Regions from separate parts of the Mus musculus genome. Here region 2 is linked to region 1. A link is a contact called in public promoter capture Hi-C data. All regions are on one chromosome and are shown on one strand. Each heading gives the region's core, a stretch centred on a gene start, on an enhancer-like site or on the middle of the called end of the contact. The rest is flanking DNA. Distances are from core to core; before and after follow the strand shown. Region 1 holds the start of Pycard (PYD and CARD domain containing). Region 2 holds the start of Itgax (integrin alpha X).

Region 1 (2,814 bases), core at 92-2,591:
CACAATTGCTGCTGGTATACCATGCCACAAGGATGGACACTCTGTCACCCTGCAAACTTAATCCATAGTTGTAAAGTGTCAAGAGTTAAAACTCTGCTGGTCCTAGTGGCACACACCTTGATCCAAGCACTTGCGATGCAGACACGTGGATCTCGAGTTCCAGGACAGCCAGGGCTACAGAATGGCATCCTGTATAGAGGAGGGAGGCTCCTTAAGCCAGATGTGGTAGAATACACCTGCTATTCCAATTCCAACCAGTCAGGGGGCTGAGCAAAAAGGATCAGGAGTTCAAGACTAGCCTAGCTTACACAACAAGGTTATCTAAAGTAAATAAATAGGCAAAGCATTAAGTGGTGACTAGGTAGCGGGCCCTTGGCACATGCTGGGCATTATAACAACCTCCCTAGCCTCCCCTCCCCCACAAAAGCACAAGAGCTACAAAAAAGTAGCTTTGTTCACTAGCAGCAATATGATCTAGATGGGTAGATGGAGGACTCTTAAGACTGGACTCTCGGAGGAAGTAACATTTAACCTGAGGGTTGAGGAGCCAAGCATTTGTCTGAGAGAGAAGCAATTTCAAGGTTTAGGGAACAGCATGTGCAAAGAATTGAAAAAGCAACTCCAGAGGAACTGAGCTTGAAGATAAGGGTAAACTGGCAGTGTGGTATAAAACAAGACTGACTAGATCAAAACTGGGATGGACCAGTAGACCCCCAGCCATGTTTAAAGCCAGTTAGGAATTCTGGGTACAGAGCAGGCTCCAAGGTCATCCTAACCAGCCCAGGAGTAAGGGGGTAGCTAGCTGTCTACTCAGGTCTCTACACTCCAGTTGTCATCACACTACAAAATATTTAATAGCTGGGGCATTTGGTAAGGTTTCAAGAAGCCTTAGCCCTTCCAACCCAACCCATCATGAGCCCAGGTCCCCCACCTTCTAGCAGATGTGAGGCTGAGAGATGGGAGTGACAAAAACTTTTAGCTGAAAGAAACTAAGGTGAAGACATAGTCACTCTCTTTCGCACTTCATTTTGTCCAAATCTGTGGAATTCAAGGGGCTTAGTGTTCTAGCTGTTAAAATTCTAATATTCAATGGCATGTGAGTGGATCCTAAGATCTGGGGAAACAAAATTTGGGGCGTCTAGATTTCCAAGATTCTAAACCTCTATGCTCCAAGAAACTCAACAGAAACAGGTTGCTTTTCAGCAACAGCTGGTTTGCAAGTAAGCTCTATTGAGTCTCTCAGCATCTCCGGACCTGCCAGAGTAACAACTTAGCTCCACCCTCTGTCCCCACCCCACTTCCTCCACCAACCCACCTCCACCTAGTTTCTTCAGCCTAGCCAAAAAGCCAAGTCTGAAAGTCTTAGGGGCGGAAACCAAAACTAGTTTGCTGGGGAAAGAACAGGAGCTGTAAGAAAAGAGGGTGGGGGAGTCCCAGCATGCCCATCGGCCTAAGCAGCTGACTTCCTGGTCTTGGCGGGCTGGCAGCAGGCAGGCTGCAGCAGGCGAGCAGCAGCAAGAGTAAAAGGTGACCGCGGCTGCCCACCCCAGAGCCATGGGGCGGGCACGAGATGCCATCCTGGACGCTCTTGAAAACTTGTCAGGGGATGAACTCAAAAAGTTCAAGATGAAGCTGCTGACAGTGCAACTGCGAGAAGGCTATGGGCGCATCCCACGCGGGGCCCTGCTGCAGATGGACGCCATAGATCTCACTGACAAACTTGTCAGCTACTATCTGGAGTCGTATGGCTTGGAGCTCACAATGACTGTGCTTAGAGACATGGGCTTACAGGAGCTGGCTGAGCAGCTGCAAACGACTAAAGAAGGTGAGTGTGTCCCCTTGTTCGTCTACCCTCAACTTCCTGCACACCAGCAGAGGCTTGCCTCTTTGGCGCTTAACTGTTCCTCCTGCCATAGCCAAAAAAAAAAAAAAAAAAAAAATCTTCCCTTTGTAGCCTTGAACTTAGCACCGTGGGTGGAGTGGGAGTGAACCCCTGAAAGTCTGTTGATAAAGATCCACCTGGCATTTCTTTGCAGAGTCTGGAGCTGTGGCAGCTGCAGCCAGTGTCCCTGCTCAGAGTACAGCCAGAACAGGTGAGGCCTCCCCACCCTACCACACCCTTGCACAGCCTATCTTTGCCTATGTAGTCATGGTGGGTGGCTTTCCTTGATTCTCCAACCCCTAAAACTGCGTTAGTAAATTTTGAAGCAGTTTTAAACACTGCTTTCACTTCCACCCTCAGGACACTTTGTGGACCAGCACAGGCAAGCACTCATTGCCAGGGTCACAGAAGTGGACGGAGTGCTGGATGCTTTGCATGGCAGTGTGCTGACTGAAGGACAGTACCAGGCAGTTCGTGCAGAGACCACCAGCCAAGACAAGATGAGGAAGCTCTTCAGCTTTGTTCCATCCTGGAACCTGACCTGCAAGGACTCCCTCCTCCAGGCCTTGAAGGAAATACATCCCTACTTGGTGATGGACCTGGAGCAGAGCTGAGGTATCTTTTCCAGCTACATTATCTAGCTCCTGACTTTGTATACACAATTTTTGAAAAAACAATTTGTATTTGTGTTTACTCTCTGGGATGTTTTTGCTGAGCTAAGCTACATTTCCAAAGGCCATATGTGGCCCAGTGGTAGAACATATACCAAACATGCACAAATCAGTCTCCAACACCTAAATTCCACAGACCCAAGTTATGGCTTCTCCATTCTAGTGCAAAGGCTTCTCAAATGATTCCTGGCTCCCCATTTGGGAGCTTTTCCCATATTATCCCAAAAGGCTACCTTTGAGAACACATGTAACATTATCCAG
Region 2 (2,814 bases), core at 183-2,682, 140 kb before region 1:
TCTCCACAGGCCGCATAGCCTAGGAACTCAGCATCAGGCCTGAGGCGGGGCCGTAACTCACCCTGGAGGGAGATGGGCTCACAGTTGCCTGTGTGATAGCCACATTTGTAGAGGCCACCTATTTGGTTAGTGGCTTTTATTTCCTTTGGTGCTCCAACCACCACCCTGTGGGGAGACAGAGAGCACTGCAGTTAGGAGCCACGACAGAGAGCTGACAACCGCTGGAGAATGGAGGTTCAATTTAAATTCCAGGTAGGTAGTATTTTGTTTTGTGCTTTATTCTCTCCTAATCGAAGCCCTCCATTTCTGGCATCTAGGTATTTCATAAACATGTGTTAGACGGACAGACAATTCCTTGTAAGTGTACAATGACGTCTGAAGGAACACCCTGTGGTTTGCAGGTTGGAGAAGAGCCCAGCATTTAGTAGGCACTTGGTAAGTGCTATCTGAAGTTATCCTAAAGGCCTGTTTTCAGGAAAGCATTCATAACACAAATAAAATTGTCACATTCCATAAAGAGAAAGTATGCAGGTGATACCACTGGAGTGTGGGGCTGGGGAGGGATGGGACTCTGTACAGCTACCACCAAGTCCTCACCAGGAACTATCATACTGGAGCACACTGTGTCCGAACTCAGCACCGTCCATGTGAAAATGTGTCAGCTTCTCTGCATCCAAGTTGAAGCCAAGACAAGAAACAAACCCTGAGGAAGCGTGAGAGGCTTTAGAGCAGGTCCCCTCCCTCTTGGCCACCTTCCTGCCCGCCTCAGCTGCATCTCCCAAGCTCCTGACTCCCTTGTCTCCCTTCCACACTCAATACCCACAGAGGCCCTGGTCCTGGACTCCAGACTCATCTCTCGTCTCTCCTTCCCCTAGTTCATGAATTACTTTCCACTGTTAAATTTCAGTTCTGTCTCCACAGAGTGAGCATCAGAGTTTGAAGACACACATTTTCCCCATCTCTATCCATGGGGCTTTGATGAAGGAGAACCCAGGGAACACGGAAACCATAGGGGAATTCTAGGATCACCATGAAGTGTATGTGCTCTGCCTACTTCAGAAATCTGTGGGTTGTCAAGGCCAACCTGCCTCACTCTCAGGATCTCTTGGGTTCTCCCCGCAAATGGCCTCTTTGATATTCTCTCATTCTCCAAACTCCAGATCCAAAGCCCTTATGTCTCAGCCGTCGTCGTCGTCGTCCCCCCACCCCAACGCCAAGTCACTCTCCCTACCAAGGTCCTGATCTCTCAACCACAGCCTCCATCTCACGGGCCTGACTTACTAGGAACAAGTCCCCAGCCCCTCTTCTCTGAGGCCCAGGCTCACCCAACAGCAGAAGAAAGGCTATCCAGGTACAGCTCATGACTGGAGAACAGAAGCAGGCTCTGAGCAACTTGGAGACAGCTGCCAAGTCACCACAGAAGAAGCAAATGAGAAGAAAGGTGGTCAGGAGGCCAGAGACCAGGAGGGAAGTTGTCAGCGTGACTCAGAGGAGGTGGGGGCAAACTGAGATGAAATGGATAGAGTGGGGACCGAGGCAGCCTACACACTTCCAGGGAAGAGTTGCTCTACTTGAAACGACTTGGTGACATATTGTTCTGGTTCCCCAATTCTTGCCCGGATGGATATATGTAAACTCCCGGATTATCTGATCCCTCTCAGACTTTTGTACTGGCAGAAGTTTCCCTTGACCTTGAAGTGTGAGTCAGCCACAGGAGGAGAGAGAACAGATGACGGAGCCCTCCACTTCTGGCCTGGAAGTAGACTAAGAAGTAAGCACATGATCCATGTAGGGAGCACAGGCTGGCATTCATTCATTCATTCATTCATTCACTCATTCATTCATTCAGTGGATTAGTCATTTGCTCAACATAATCAAGAGGGGTGGTCTGAGCCTTTTGCTAGGTATAGGAGAAACATAACCCAGAGATCAGAGTAAAAGCAGATGGGTGAACACTAAAGTGGGCCCTGTGAGAAAAGAGGTACAGAGACCAACCACTAGAAGTATTACTCAGACCGAGAGGACCTCAGACTGCTTTCTGGGGGAAGTAGCACTTGAGCTGAGTCTTAAAGGCAGCCAAGGTCAAGAGAATACTAAAAACTGAATTTCAGAAGCAATGGATATGTTCATTAGGATTATCATCCCTTAAACCTTATTCTGGAAGATAACCCTGGCCCACAGCTGGCCATTAGGCCCTTTCTCCTATCAAGAACCTGCCTCTGTCAGGCACTCCAAAGAGGGGGTGGGGTAAGCATTGGATCGAAAGTTCTGGTTCTCATTCCTCTCCCAGGAAAAGTTTGATTGTTCCAGGCCGCCAGAACATCCTTGGATAGCAGCAGCCAGCAAAGAACTGGGGTGCTAAGTAGCTGGCATTTGTGACAGTACCTTTACAGTACAAATCTTCCTATGTTGACCTGCTTTAGAGGTAACACTGATGGCATCTCGTTTGGTCTAAAATGGCTAAGCATACATTTCTGTAAACATGTTTTAATGTTCAGAGTGCAACTTGGGGCTGGGACTTTAGAGAGATACTCAGGTGATATCATAGGTGAAGTTTTGTAGCTCAAGACCCACATACGCCTCAAATAATTTCCATGCTGGACTGGATTCTCTTTGGGCACTAGCCAAACTGGACACAAACTATTTTTATTAGAGGTTTTCTCCTTATTTTTCCTCATTTTGTGGAGTGACTTCTTGCTGGAGGCCTTGTTTCTCTGGCACACCATAAAGAGTTAACAGGACAGCGTGGGAGATAAGACTGCCAACAGATGAGGCTGGAGTGTTGGAAAACTGGAGAGTGAGCAGGCCACGGGA

Evidence for each region. Capture Hi-C pulls out chosen DNA fragments and counts their contacts.
Region 2: a contact with region 1 is called in a promoter capture Hi-C map of adipose tissue. The contact joins the promoter of Itgax here to the promoter of Pycard in region 1. A contact is called at or near these places in 15 of 39 promoter capture datasets (the 3T3-L1 cell line, 3T3-L1-derived adipocytes, the C10 cell line and 8 more), 1 of 484 Hi-C or Micro-C datasets (bone marrow-derived macrophages), 7 of 115 datasets of contacts at active chromatin or transcription factors (CD8 T cells, bone marrow-derived macrophages, double positive thymocytes and 3 more) and 5 of 9 other capture datasets (adipose tissue, embryonic stem cells, liver and 2 more).

What each region holds. Positions count from the first base shown.
Region 1 is chr7:127,992,394-127,995,207 of GRCm38.p6, reverse strand. It overlaps Pycard (PYD and CARD domain containing), which reads left to right and starts at 1,341. Exons shown (of 3, transcript NM_023258.4): 1 at 1,341-1,825; 2 at 2,037-2,093; 3 at 2,243-2,814. The coding sequence starts at 1,555. The coding sequence ends at 2,496.
Region 2 is chr7:128,128,168-128,130,981 of GRCm38.p6, reverse strand. Itgax (integrin alpha X) reads right to left here and starts at 1,432. Exons shown (of 30, transcript NM_021334.3): 1 at 1,326-1,432; 2 at 598-703; 3 at 62-165. The coding sequence starts at 1,362.